Linked DNA regions of Mus musculus: region 2 is linked to region 1. The links are chromatin contacts, called in public HiChIP or PLAC-seq maps. All regions are on one chromosome and are shown on one strand. The core of a region is the stretch at or near the end of the contact, and the rest is flanking DNA. Distances in the headings are between cores, read along the strand shown. Region 1 overlaps Dag1 (dystroglycan 1). Region 2 holds the start of Dag1 (dystroglycan 1).

Region 1 (7,197 bases), core at 3,352-5,851:
TGACAGAAGAGGGTATTTTACAGAAGTGGGCATCAGATTCCACTATAGATGGTAGTGAGTCACCATCTATAATGTGCTGGGAATTGAACTCAGGACCTATGTAAGAATGGCCAGTGTGCTCTTAACCTCTGAGCCCTCTCTCCAGCTCCATCATGTTATTTAAAAATGTGGCATGTGTAAGTGCTTCATGTTCAACCCAGGCCCTTGTCCCATGGTAAGCATGTCCGCTAGCCCAGAGTTGGTTTGGTTTTGTTTTTGAGACAGGGTTTCTCTGTGTAGCCCTGGCTGTCTTGTAACTTGCTGTGTAGGCCAAGATGGCTTGAACTCACAGAGAACTGAGCACCTCTGCCTTCACACTGCTGGCATCAAAGGTGTGCTATGCCTGTCGCCCTGAGCTTGTTTATGCTATCATTTTCCTTTCTCTTTTTGTTGAGGAGGTGGGGCGTACTGGAGATTGAACCCAGAACCTCTAACCATTAGTTATAGTCCCAGTCCTTTGCATTTTATTTATTTATTAATACTCCTGAATTTGGGTCTTATTAAGTTGCCTGGGCAGGCCTTGACCTTGTATTCCACCTACCTCAGCCTCTTGAGTAGCTAGGATTATAGGCCTGGCTCTAAAATAAACAACCCAAAACTACTTTTGGAGATGGGATCTCACTATAAAGTTGAGACTTCAATTCTTTTCAATTTCCTGGCCTTAGCCTCCTAAATATTGGGATTGCAGGGAGGAGTTAAAATGAATCTTGTTTAAAAAAAAACTGCATAAGTTGGGCATAATTGTACATGCCATGGAGGCAGGAGAACCAGGAGTTCAAGGCCAGTACCCACTAGAGGGTTTGAGGTCAATTTGGGCACAATATCCTGTCTCCGAAATAACAAAATAGGAGAGAAATTCATGCCATAAAATCCATGCCATAAAATTCATCATGTGAACAGTTTTTAAGTGTGACTTAATAGTGAATAATATTTAACCACTGCATGTGGAGTGTAATGGAGTGTGGAATTGCTCAGTGAGCCTCCCACACAGGGTATTCAAAGTCAGCTTGGATTACAGACCAGGGTCTAGTAGAGAAAAGCTGTTTAGTTCTGGACTTTCAACTGTATTCTTCCCCCTTCTCTAGCACATGTTTTCACCTGTGTGTGTGTGTGTGTGTGTGTGTGTGTGTGTGTGTGTGTGTGTGTGTGTGTAAAGGTTGAGGTCTTTGCTTCATTTCTGTGATGATTGGAAAAAAAATCAAGCCACCATCAGCAGAAATCACTGCCCACTGTAGCTTTCCTTGGTACCTGTGATAAGTGAGGATTTACAAGAAGTTTTCTAAATGAGAGAAGCTTTTAAAGTAGCTTTCCTTGTTGATAGACAGGATAGGTGCGCTTACTTCTCAGAGGTGGCAACTTTCTCTCCCACAGATTTTTACCCTTAAGTCTGTTTATGTGGCCCTGGCTGCTTTTGACTGACTGGGCCTGGTTGTTCCTCCCCATGGCTTGAAATCATCTCTTACCAATATCATGCCAGGTCTCCATGGCAGAGAAACCCTGGTGCTTCCAGAGTGAAGAACAGTTCTTAGGTGAGACTTGAAATTCTCACCAGCAGCTTTCTTTATCTGTGTTACAGAGTACAAAAGACCTTTTAAAGACTGGAAGCAGAAAGTCCGCTTGTCTTTTTCATATTTGGAGTCCAAATAAATTTCACAGCATTGGGTTTCGTTGTGTTTAGATACCCTGTTTGCCCTTTAGATTGAACTGCTTTAAACTGGTTAACTTTACAGAGGTTTTGTGTTAATATTGAACTCACAGTATTGAATTATAACTTTTGTGTATGTGGACTAAAAAAGCCTTTTTGTTAGGTGTACCCTAAAGTGATTGTTTTAATTAAAATTTCTTTTTAATTTTCCCAAGACCATTTAAAACAGAGACATAGGACTTCATTATTTTAATTGTGTTTTAAGAGGAAAATCTCATTTTCCTTAAATGTTTTAATTACAAGAGTGAACAGTAGATGTCTGACAGTGTCAGTAAGGCTTTAAGGTAGCAGAGCTGGTGAGTGTTCCCCTCCATTCTAGCAGTGTGTGAAGTAAGTAGAGTGTGGTTAACAAGGAGTTGAATCTCACAACTTTTCCTTTATTCTTAGAGAGTGAAAACTTATAGCTGCTCTTTAAAGAGTTTTTAGGTTAAGATAGGTAAAAGTTTTATTCCTGGAGTTTTGGTTATTGTGGACTGAATATATCATATGTGCATTTAATTTTTGAACTCACTGAGTGAAGCACTAACTGAGTCCCCCAGGAGCACAGGCACACATTACATGTGGGGAGGCACCAGAGTGGTCCAGAGCTGCCTTTGTCCCAGGGCCCAGGTCTGTGGGAATAAGACTCTCTCCTTCTCAGGAACTCAAGCTTTCTGAACATAATAGGGTCATAAGGGCTTGGTGCCACACTGGCACCTACTTGTCCCTCCCAGCAGGTGACATGCTTCAGTTATGTCTAAGTAGGGCTCTGTATAGGTGATAGGAAAGGTTAGAAGGCCCCTTTCCTGCTGCATTCATTCTGCCTCAGCTGACTGGAGTCCTTGCCAGACACAGCATAGTGATTTTGAGTCCCCATGTATCAAATGGCTGATGTATAATTTCTACTTCCAAGGCAACTTTTGATATTTTGGGTTACCTTTTAGGTACTTATGAAATGTCACTTTGCTTCTGCCCATTTGAGACTTCCATTTTTAGATTAAAGGCATCTATCTGATAGATTACTGCAGACTTCCCAAGAGCTTGGTGGAAGTCTTGTCTTCAAATACTCTTCTACCTTCAGGCGAAGATGTGGCTGTTAGATGCTTACTGTATGCTTGGCTCAGCAGTGAGGTGGGGGAGTCTCCCAGCTCTCAGGGAAGTCCTGAGCAGCCTGAGAGGCTGCTCCTACACTGCTGTCAGAGAAAGAAGGCTCAGTCTTTTCCAGGTTCTGTAGGCACCAACACTTTTTTGTAGTCCAATCTGGCCATGTGAGTAGTGGAATTTAGGTGTGTACCACCCATCCAAACCTCTAACACATTTAATTAGTTAAACATTTTGGGGTGCAAAGTCTCCCTGTTGTAACCCTCCTGGCCTTGAATTTGCTAGGTTGCCCAAGCTGGGTGGCTACAATCTGTTAGGAGAAAGGGCACAGTGCTCCTGACGAGGCACACACAGTTAACACTTCATATACATGTACACCTTCTGTGACACCAGGACTCATGGCCGATCCTCTGAATGGACCGCACTTGCCCTCACTCACTGCTGTCAGAGCTCTCCTGAGAGATGAAGTTTGAAATCCTCATGTCTTAGCTTCTCTGCTGCTAAGATTTTAGGCCTGTGTCACCCATATTTATTTGGCTTCTTCAGCTCTTCTAATACCTTCCAAGTTTCTCTGGTCTATGGGGATAGAGAGTGTCTAAGGCTGCTGTCAGACAAACTTATCTTTTACCCTGTGTACCAGGGCCACTAGACATGTTGTTCAGAGAGCCAAGGTGTTTGTTAAGCTCCAAGAGGGCCTGTTTTGATGCAATTGTATTTTGCTGGCATAGGGCATCCCTGGGAGCGCAGATTTGTGTGCACTGCCCTGCATCCCTGTCGGCACCACACTGCTCATCTCTCAGGAGAGCTCTGACAGCAGTGAGTGAGGGCAGGTGCGATCCATTCAGAGGATCCGCCATGAGTCCTGGTGTCACAGAAGGTGTACATGTATATGAAGTGTTAACTGTGTGTGCCTCGTCAGGAGCACTGTGCCCTTTCTCCTAACAGATTGTAGCCACCCAGCTTTATACAGCAGTGATTGAATTTGTACTGTTCTTTGGGTTTTGATCCCTGCCAGAAGGTCACTCTGGTGACCAAGAGTGAGCATTTGAGACTTGTACAAAAATTTTCCAGAGCTAGTCAGATGGCTTAATGGGTAAAGGCACTTGGTGCCAATCCTGATGAATTATGAATCCTAAGATCCATGTGATAAAAGGAGACCCCAAAAGTTATCCTTTGACTTCAGTATGCCTGCTGTGACATGCACCCTCTCCCCAGTAAAGAAATCATAAAAATTAAAATTTGTCCCAGAGGGACAGCTTAATATAGGCATGTAGATATAATTTACAAGGCTTCTAGCATAAGCAGGCATGATTCTTGCTTATAGAAAGCCAGCATCAGAAAGATATTCGGGCTGCTTTTAGCCAAGTAGCAGAAACTGTCTTTTCTCCCCAGAGCATGGAAAACCAGCACATAGTAGTTGGAGTTGTGCCCTGGACATTGCCTGACTGCTAAATGCAGAGCTGTTAGTCATGCCTGTGAAACAGACACCCCATGTGACATGTGACCACAGATAGTAGGACTAAGCTCATGCTTTTAGTGGGGTAGGGTTTGTCTTATAACTAGTGCTGTTTCCAAATAAGCTAAGATTTAAAATTGAGAGTCAGGCTGGGGAAGTAAAAGATCTACTGGACCTAGTAGATTAGATGGAAAAGTAAATGAACTATATTAGAAAAAAAAAGTAGTAAAAATGAAAAGGCCCACACCCTCCTGTGCATCCATTAGGTGAACGCCTAGTACTGAAATGTACCCCTTCCGTGCTTCCAGGAGTTGAGCACAGGCTTTCCACATGCTCGACAGGAACTTCACTGCTGAACCACACTCAGCCCAGCAGCTGGGCAGGCTAGGGAGGGAGAGTGGGGAACAGACAAGTAGTGGAATAAATAGGGCAGAGTCTCCAGATACCGATGGGAGTTTGGGTTTTAGTTACCATTTCAAAATTTCCCCAACACTCATGGGAACAGAATTCAAATCCAAAAGTTATAAAACTGGTCTCCAACTCCCTATAGAGTCCAGGATACTTGTATTTCTGGTCCTCCTGGCTTCACTTCCCAGGGCTAGGATTCCAGGCCTGTGTCACCATGTTTTGCAATTAAGTAATTAATGCCCATACTACCCCCCCTTGTGTGTGTGCGTGTGCGTGCGCGTGTGCGTGTGTACAGTAGGACAACTGTGGGAACCAGTTCTTTCTTCTCTCTCCTGCCATATGGGTTCTAGCGATTGAACTCAGGTTATTAGGCTTGGTGGTGTGAATCTTTACTCAGCGGCATCTCGCTGGCCCTTGCTTTGTTCTTTGAGACAGAGTCTTGCTGTAGAGCCCTGGCTAATCTGCTGGTCGTTCTCCTTCCTTTTCCTTCTGCCTCCTGAGTGCTAGGATTTACAGGCCCAAGTGTGTGCCACCACACCCTGCTTAAGATTTATTTCATATCACATGATTCAGTAGAAAACACGCTAATGTCATACATACCTGAGTATGCAGATTTGTCAACGTTATCATTCTTCCATATTTTTATGATTGATCTAAGAAAATTTGGAGAGTCTAGAGAGATGGCTTAGTGATTTAAAGCATTTATTTGTAGCTCTTGCAAATGACCTGGGTTCAATTCCTGTCACTCATATGGCAGCTTAAAATTATCCATAAGTACGGCTCCAGGGGATCTGAAACGTTTTCTGACCTTTGAGGACACAGGCATACACGTGGTGCACATACATGCAGGCAAACCATTCATACATAGAAAATAACTCAGCTGGGTGTGCTGGCGTACTCCTTAGATCTCAGCACTCTGGAGGCAGAAACAGGTGAGTGCTAGGCTGGCCTGGTTTACAGAATGGGTTCTAGGGCAACCAGGGCTACATAGGGAGACCCTGTCTCAAAAACCTAAAATAAAATAAAATTAATAAAGATAAAAGGAAAAAAGAAAGAAAGAAAAGGAGAAGTTGAGTGTGGTGTTTTAGGCGTGTGTTTGTAGCTTTACTGGGCTGGGAATGTGGCTCAGAAAGGTCTCTAGCATTCCTCTAGGGGCGGGCTGCTTAGAGGCAGAATGTCAGCTAATGTCATTCATTTAGAGTTCCCTCTCACAACAAAACAAACAGTTGGACTTAATTCCACCTATTTGTATTTTACAGAATTTTTTTGTTCATTTAGTAATGTGAGTGATTTAATACGCTATAGTTTCAATATGTATTATCCCTTTAAGTTACTTTTCGATGATATATTCACTTATTTTATATGCACTGGTTTTGCTTATATGCATGTCTGTGTGAGGGGGTCAGATTCCCTGGAACTGGAGTTACAGACAGTTGTGAGCCACCATGTGGGTGCTGAGAATTGAACCTGGGTCCTCTGGAAGAGCAGCAAGTGCTCTTAACCACTAAGCCATCTCTTCAGCCTTCCCTTTAAATTACTAATGAGGTATTTTACGTTTTGTTTTTATATAAAATTTCAAACTTCAGTGTTATTTTACACTTACTAGACCAATCAGTTTCCATCAGTTTCCATCGCTAAGTAGCTGCTGAAGGACACAGGAGTAAGAGGCTCTAGTTAGGGCAGAATGTCTTGGCAGAACACTGGGGAAGTGTACAGTCTCAAAGCCGCCAACATGGTTTGAATGTTTGAATCTGTTCTTCTCTTGTAGGCTCTGGGTGCTCTAGGATGGAACAGCTGTGCAGAGGGTGAGGATCCAACCCTGGGACCACATCATTTGCTTTCTTCCTTAGCAACTGGTGGCTTGAACAAACACTAGCCTGGGTGAGGATGTCTGTGGACAACTGGCTACTGCACCCCCTCTGGGGACAGACCTTTCTCCTCCTCCTGTCTGTGGCTGTGGCTCAGGCCCACTGGCCCAGTGAACCCTCAGAGGCTGTGAGGGACTGGAAGAACCAGCTTGAGGCGTCCATGCACTCAGTTCTCTCCGACTTCCAGGAGGCTGTTCCCACCGTGGTTGGCATTCCAGACGGTACGGCTGTTGTCGGGCGCTCATTTCGAGTGAGCATTCCAACGGATTTAATTGCCTCCAGTGGGGAGATCATCAAGGTGAGACTGCATGCAAGCACAGCTGAGGAAGGAAGAGGCCCCCTCTTCCACTTAGTTCTGATACTCGATGCCTTTTCCTCTTTTGTTGTATCTTACTGATTTATCTATTGAGACTGGGCTGGCTCGAGCACTCACATGTATGTATGAATACCACATGTGTGCCTGCCACCTGCAGAGATCAGAAGCTGTCAGACTCACTGAGCCGTGACTCCCACCTGAGCCATTCCTCCTTTAAGGCCCAGGCTGGGAAAGCTCCCAGCAACAGCTTTTTCTTTCTTTTTTAAATTGTGTGTGCCACTGAAGTCAGAAGAGGATGTGCATTCCTTGGAACTGGGGTTACACA
Region 2 (7,197 bases), core at 2,835-5,334, 44 kb before region 1:
TTTGCCTAGTGTTAAGTCCAAACAAAGGGAACCCTTCCCTTGTTCTGACGTGGCTGGACGGGTCTGCCAGGCACTGTTCCAGGCATGCTTGCTGGTCTGGCATGTGAGTTAGTAGTCTACCCTTGGTCAGCACTGGTCTAGTCCTGCTCTGTCAGAAGAGGAGGAAGACTCAGCCCCAAGAGCCACACTCTTAGAGGATAGGGCACTGGCCCTTGGTGCCTCAGCAACATGCCAGAATAAAGAGCAAGCCCTGGAATCCTACCTTAGAAGAACGAGTATCTGTTCATGGTGTTTACTGGATTTGGTCTGAGGGAGAACGAAGGTCTTAGCTTTCACAAATCAGATCAGTCCCAAGCAAACATGGGGACGCTTGATTTGCACAGGGCTAACACAGGGCTTAGATCTTGGGAATGACTGCCAACCAGGAGGTAAGGGAGACACAACCCAAGTCCTTCCTTCTGAACAGAAATTGAGCTTTTGGGGGTGGGGTGGGGGAGCGGGGAGGCAGGGCAATTTGATATTGTAGACCTCAAACTTGCTATGTAACCAATGTTGGATTTTTTTTTTAAAAGACTTATTTATTGTTATATGTATCTACACTATAGCTGTCTTCAGACACACCAGAAGAGGGAGTCAGATCTCATTACAGATGGTTGTGAGCCATCATGTGGTTGCTGGGATTTGAACTCAGGGCCTTCGGAAGAGCAGTCAGTGCTCTTAACCACTGAGCCATCTCACCAGCCCCTCCCTCCATGTTGGATTTTTAACTCCTGATCTTCCTGTTTTTATTTTATTTTAGAGACAGACTCTTGCTAGTTACAACTCAAATAATAATCCCTACCATGAACAGCTATATAGTTATAATTAGGTGATGGTTACAATGTTAAGGCAAGCAAATTGTCAAGGGCTCACATTTAAGTGGAAGAAACAAATCTTACAAAACTGAAATCTTACAAACCTTCCTCCTTCCTGAAGCCTTAGGCTTCCTTAGGCTTCCTTAGGCTTCCTTAGGCTTTAGGAAGGAGGAAGGATGTTCTGCTGAAAGGTTAGGGGTGCTGAGGACAGACTACCAGGTCTCCCAGTTCGGAAGAGCCTCAGTCACAGTCACTTAATCTCCTCTTCAGGCACTTACAGCGTGGGTCTTTGAACTCTCTGCCTCCTGCTGTCTAGGCTTGGGATGGCTCTCCCTGCTGGAGTTCCAAGGCTGAGTCACTGGGGACCTTTTGCTGAGCTGGAGAATGGGCTGTGTAGTTCCTAAGGAGGAGAAAGGCTTTAAACTATCAGAACTAAGGGAAGTAACTAACGGGGACTTAACAACTCAGCCTTCAACCGCTTTCTAAAGGACCATGGAAAAAAACTGTTCATCTTTCTAAACCGTTTAGAATCCGCTCTCGTGATGGCTGTCAAGGGCCCATAAGGATTGGTGTTACCTTTCAGCCAGAACAGACTTCCTGTTTTCTAGGGCCTGAAAAAAAGGGGTAGGGTGGGGTGGGAAGAAACCTCAACTTAAAGCAAAAACAAAGATAGCAAAGATGTCTAAAATGTAGGGCTGCTCTGGGCTGGGGGGGGGGGGCGACATAGGTCGGATATGCCACGCCAAGAAGGCTTGAGGATAGGAGGGGGCTATCTTGGGGGGCTAGCATTCCAATGTCGGGAGGTAGGGATTGGAAAGCTTTGGTTGCCAGGATTTTAGGCAAACACTGGTCTTGTTTCTAGGACCAGGAAGGAGCTTACCTTACCCTTAGGCACTTGCTCGTCAGGTAGAGCGCATCGGTTCACCATAGTGAGCACAGAGCCCCATGGCCCTGGAAACCGTTTGTGCCTCATTTAGCAAAAGCAAGGCCAAAAAAAAAAAAAAAAAAAAGAAAAAAAAAAGAAAAGAAAAGAAAAGAAAAGGGAGACGAGGAGCAATTTGGAATCCATGTGTTCAATTAAGTATGAGAGGTTCTACTTCTTTGCAAGTAGCAGTACTCTGGAGGTCCTTGGCTCTACTCTGCTGTTTTGTTTGGAAATCGCATCTTATTTATTTATTTAGATTTATTTATTATTATATGTAAGTACACTGTAGCTGTCTTCAGACACTCCAGAAAAGGGCGTCAGATCTCATTACGGATGGTTGTGAGCCACCATATGGTTGCTGGGATTTGAACTAATGACCTTTGGAAGAGCATTCAGTGCTCTTACCTGCTGAGCCATCACACCAGCCCTTACTTATTTATTTTCGAGACAGAATTTCTCTGTATAACCTTGTGTACTCATTCTATAGACCGGGTTGGCCTCAAACTCAGAATCAGAGATCCACTTGCCTCTGCCTCCCGAGTTCTGGAATCAGAGGAGTAAGCTACCACCACCCAGCTTTTTTAATATAGTTTTTTAAAGTTTTATTCATTTCAAATGAGTATACTGTAGCTGTCCTCAGACACACCGGAAGAGGGCATCAGATCCCATTACAGATGGTTGTGAGCCACCATGTGGTTGCCGGGAACTGAATTCAGGACCTCTGGAAGAGCAGTCAGTGCTCTTAACCGCTGAGCTATCTCTCCAGCCCTATATCTTATGTTTTTATTGTGCTTGGAGTTGGTTCTTTCTTTTCACCATGTGGGTTGTGGGGACCCAACTTAAGTCATCAGTAATGTCTTTACTGTCTAAGTAATCTCTGAAGCCCTTGATTAGTTTTTGAGACAAGGTATCACTCTATAGCCCAAACTGGCCTGGAGACTCATTATGCGACCTTGACTGGCCTTCAATTTACAGCAATCCTTAAGTCGCAGCTTTATGAGTGTAAAGATTACAGACGGCAGCAACCATGGCCAGCTCATTCTCAGCCTTTCTAAAATGGTACAGTCTTAAAGTCAGAATCTGAGAAGCCATTAACTCTTCAGTTTATTAACATCCAAGGGATGGCCTGCTCTTGCTCTCCTGGATTTTAGTTCCTCTTCCTTTTCTAGGCTCTATGAGTTAGTCACGTAAGAATTGAGAAATTGCAAACAGGTATTTGAGGTAGGGCATTTCTTCCTGAAAATTTTTTCTCCTAGACTCTTCTGAAGAGAACTGCCCGTCCTTTAGGCAGGAATCCCAGGCTGAGTAGCCGCCGGGTCTGTATTCAGAATGAGTTTACTGATAACAGCTTGTGTCTGAAACTCCAGCCTGGCCCTAGGCCAAAGAGGAATGGATTCCTTCTAGCAGTGTGGGGTCAGTTAGGAAGGGAGCAGAGCCTACCACAGTTCTGATTTCCACAGGTATTATGCACTGTCAGGTTTAGTAACTTGTTAAATCTCCAGTCTCTGGAGTTTGGGCCCTCTGGTGAGCCCAGGAGAGTTAAGAACTACTTTAGGACCCTCCATAAATGGGGGAGGCCAGATTCTAGCAGTAACCACCCATCTAAAGAATGTGGGCCACCGGGGGGTGAGTGACCTGTGCTAGCGGGTCAGAGCTATTTTGAGCTCCAGAGGAGGCATTGGATTTTAGCTTTCCAAGGAGGGGGAGGGGAAGCCTGTTGTATGGCCAGCACTAAAGAAATGGGTTACCTTCCTGCCCACCCACCCGGATCTGGCCTTAGTTTCTCCATCCATATTAAGGAGAGGGTAACAAGGCCTCTCTTCCTTTGCAATTGGGAGGGCGCTTCCTGAGTGTTTGAATGGTTTAGATACCGCTTGCGTTTTGCTCGAAGGAAATTAGGGGGCAGCTGTGTGGTGGCTTGTTGTGGCCGGACCGGTTCGCCGGCCTGTCCATACCTCGATTTATTCTTCGGGAGAAGTTGGGAAAGGTGCCCCTCCCCCACCCCAGCTAGCAAGCGCTCCCAGCTACCCGGACTGGCTAAGGCGTGTCCCGGGACCCACTTGGTCGACTTCGGGGGCGGGGCCTCTACGTCGGGGCGTGGCTTTTGGGGCGGGGGCGTGACAGGCCAATGGGCAGAGAGGTGCGGGACGGGGCGGGGCCTGTGCGCGGGTGCGGCGCGCTGCGGGGCTAGCGACGCAGGCAGAAGCGGGCCGCGCGCTGAAGGCTAGTCGGCGCCGCTCCGAGTCGGCCGTGGGATTGGCTGCGGCACTCGCGTGTCAGGCGGTTGCTAGGCTCCGGCCGCGCGCCCCGCCCTCGCGCTCGGCGCCCTCTCACCGCTCGGTACGTGATCGCGCGGAGGCTGCGGCGCGGCGCTCGCGCTCCTGGGGCTCGGGGGCGGCAGCGGCGGTAGCTTCGCGCGGAGTCCCCGGGGAGTGGCGGCGGTGTCCCTGGGCCCGGAGGAGCGAACACCTGCCGCGGCCTGCCCGTGGTGCTGGGTGAGTGCGCCTCCCGCCTCTGCCTCCCGGTGCCTGCCTGCTGGGGCCGGGATCCCCGCTGCAGCCGACCGAGCCTTCCGCGGAACACCTGCTGCTGCTCCCTTTCGGCCCGGGGCGGGGACACGGCCACGGACGTCCTTGCGGGTGAGGAGGCGGCGCCGCCGCCGTCCGTGCGGAGCCGCCCCTCGGCTCTCCGTCCGGTAGCTGAAGGCTGAGGCCGGAGCTGCGCGCCGCGGCGACGGGCCAGGCCTCGGCCCCGGCCCGCGCTCCCGGGAACGCGGGGCCTGTGCATCGGCCGCGGGCGTGTGCGGCCTGCGGGCTGCCTCCGGGTTGCCAGTGGGGGTCGCGGCCCAGTTAGGAGGCATCTCTACTGTGGGGCTCCTGCCAGAGGCTGGGAAGGGCGCCGCCCCCGCCTCTTGCTTTGAGCTGCTCCGAGTCTTGGGGTTCTTTCCTCCCCCTCGGTTGCGCTTCTGTGGGAGACTCCTTTACTACCTTTGCAGTGGGTATTTGGGAAATCAGGTTCACTTGCGAGTATATTTGGAAAATGTTCCCAGAGGGAACACCATGTTGACTCAGAGTCCTTTGCTATAACTCCCAAGTTCATTTATTGACAAACTCAACGGGCAATTAAAAACACACCTCTTAATCTCTACAATTTGAGAAGCTTTTGTTAAGTTGAATTACATCAAGATTAGTTTTCGTGGTGATGACGAAGTTTTGACTGGTCCGCCTAGTCTGGGACAGTACCTTTATAGCCTAGAGGTCTAACTTGAGAGTCCAGCCTGCTGTTTCCCTAAATAAGCGAGTAGAAGTAGTTCTTGGCGTGGAAGCCAGACTCGTGAAGTGAGGGTGGTGTTTATAGAACATAACTCCAGCTAGAGTTGGGTGTGCTTCCAGATGTTTTGGAATCTGATGGAGATGGGGTGTTGCAATCATATTAGTATATATTGTGCTTAATGAGCAAGAGACATACTTTCAGAATGTTCTAGTTTAGAAAAAGAATTCCACGGTAACGGGTTGTACAGATCGATGGTTTAAATATGGAGAATTGAAGTTCTTTTTGCCTTGAAGTCAAGGACATGGTCAGCGTGCTTAAAGGACATAGGGGCTATTGGAGAAATCAGATCTCACTAGGGAGTTAGTTGCAAGGCGTGTGGGATCCTGTGTGAAGGTAGGAGTAAGTAGCACTATGCAGGCAGCACCGGGTGGGAATGTGCAAGCATTGTTGATATGTACCTCTGTTGAAATTGTCACCGGACAAGTCCTCATCATTCTAAAAAACCTGATTTGACAAGATGCATTCATTTAGTAAATGTTTGACTTTACTCCCTGGGGACTTCTGGGTAGGACTTGGGGGCCCATGTAATACATCTTGCTTTGTCCTTAACTGATTTTGGGTTCAGTGAATGAGAATCAGAACCCATGACGAGAATATGCTTGCTTGCATGGTAGCCTGAAGAGAGCCTTCCTGAGCCGTGCGTGGCCTTCAGGGCCAGCAGGAATTAGCTGGGGGACATAAAGGCTTGTACACCCGGAACCACATGTACATGGTTTAAAATAGAGCCTGGGAGTCTTCCAGCTGGACAGGTGGGAGCTCTGGGCCTTCTTTGCACATAGGAGCTCCAACCTCTTAGGGTACAGGAGCTTGAGAATGCTTTTAATCGTTTGAGTGGCATAATCTAGATCGAGTTTAGAAAGAGATATGTTGGTGGCATGTCGGGAGTGTCAGAGATGTCCAGACCTCTGGTAGTAAAGTCAGCCAGCTGAGAGGAAGGAGGACGAGCCATTTGAGAGGGGAGACTGAAAAGGTAGTGCAAAGTGAATGGCCAGCCTGATGGGAGGGGAAGCCTGAAGTCAGGAATGTTCAGGCCCAAAGTCTAAGAATGACCAAGGATTTAAAGCCATTGGGGTGGGGGTGGGGATTTAAAGCTATGTGGTAGAGATTCTGCATATCGTGGGTGAAGTTCTAAGTTTCAACCCCCAAAACCAACCTCCAAACTTTTTGTTGTTGAGACGGTCTCTTGAAGCCCATGCTGGTTTAAACCCATTTAGTGGTGAGGCTAGCATAGCATTACACTACTGACCCTTCTGCCTTTTCCTCCTAACTTCAGGGATTAGGCCTGAGCCACTATACTTAACTTTTAAAACTCTTGACTGCTGAATGGGTGGCTGACAGGTTTGCTTATCTGTTAGGTATTAAGAATGATGGGGCTTGGAGGAATTGGGGGAAGTTTACTTTGATTGGTGTTGTTGCTTATAAAAGAGATCTAGCATTTGATTGTTAAAAAAAGTCTTCTAGCTTGGTGTAGTATGGTAGCTATAAATCCTAGGATTCAAGCAATCTGAGACAAGACCCTAAGATTGGGGGTCACAGGGCAGTCTGAACTATGCTGTGAGGCCATGTTTCCAACTAACATACCTACACTGTATTTGAACATGGGGTGTTGTATTTCCTTTTTTCTTCCTTGAGACAGGGTCTCATTGCTTTAGCTCTGGCTGACCTAGAAGTCACTGAGTAGACCAGGCTGGTTTTAAACTCAGAGAGCCTTCTGCCTCTGCTTCTTTCTTGCTGGGATTAAAGGATCAGCCATCATGGTTGGCATGTTGTCTTCTACCTTACAGATAGAGGTAGTTTCTCCCACTTCCTGGGTCAGTAATGGCATGGACTGATATAACTACCATTTGCACTTAAAGTCCTTGTATTTCTGCTTCGTGTGTGTTGTTCTGATACCCAGTAGAAAACTTCTGTGTGTGTGGCTTAGCACACACTCATGAGGGCGCACTTACAAGTGGAAGCCAGAGGAGAATGTCTTTCTCTGTTACTCACCAGACTCTCGCTAAACTTGGAGCTTATCATTTTCACCTAGACTAGCTGGCTGACTGGGTCCTGGGATCTGCCTGTCTGTCCCCCGCCACCCCCAGG

What was found. HiChIP or PLAC-seq counts read pairs in DNA pulled down with a chosen protein or histone mark.
Region 2: an H3K27ac HiChIP or PLAC-seq map of cardiomyocytes shows a contact between it and region 1, with 8 times the contacts expected there. The contact joins the promoter of Dag1 here to the enhancer-like site in region 1. A contact is called at or near these places in 11 of 39 promoter capture datasets (the 3T3-L1 cell line, 3T3-L1-derived adipocytes, the HPC-7 cell line and 6 more), 1 of 15 datasets of contacts at CTCF or cohesin (CD8 T cells), 45 of 484 Hi-C or Micro-C datasets (the AML12 cell line, B cells, the G1E-ER4 cell line and 24 more), 16 of 115 datasets of contacts at active chromatin or transcription factors (the 230-238 cell line, the HPC-7 cell line, the NIH/3T3 cell line and 10 more) and 3 of 9 other capture datasets (adipose tissue, macrophages and pancreatic islet).

What each region holds. Positions count from the first base shown.
Region 1 is chr9:108,217,670-108,224,866 of GRCm38.p6, reverse strand. It overlaps Dag1 (dystroglycan 1), which reads left to right. Exons shown (of 4, transcript NM_001276482.1): 3 at 6,457-6,854. The coding sequence starts at 6,576. Among named protein-coding and RNA genes, the nearest start is that of Bsn, 31 kb to the right of the region's middle. Within about 2 kb of position 4,601, at least 82 of the 459 cell types and tissues checked have an H3K27ac peak or open chromatin away from gene starts, as enhancers often do. A contact at or near this core is called in 3T3-L1-derived adipocytes, the NIH/3T3 cell line, the STO cell line and 13 more, where this site is marked.
Region 2 is chr9:108,260,702-108,267,898 of GRCm38.p6, reverse strand. Dag1 (dystroglycan 1) reads left to right here and starts at 4,084. Exons shown (of 4, transcript NM_001276482.1): 1 at 4,084-4,274.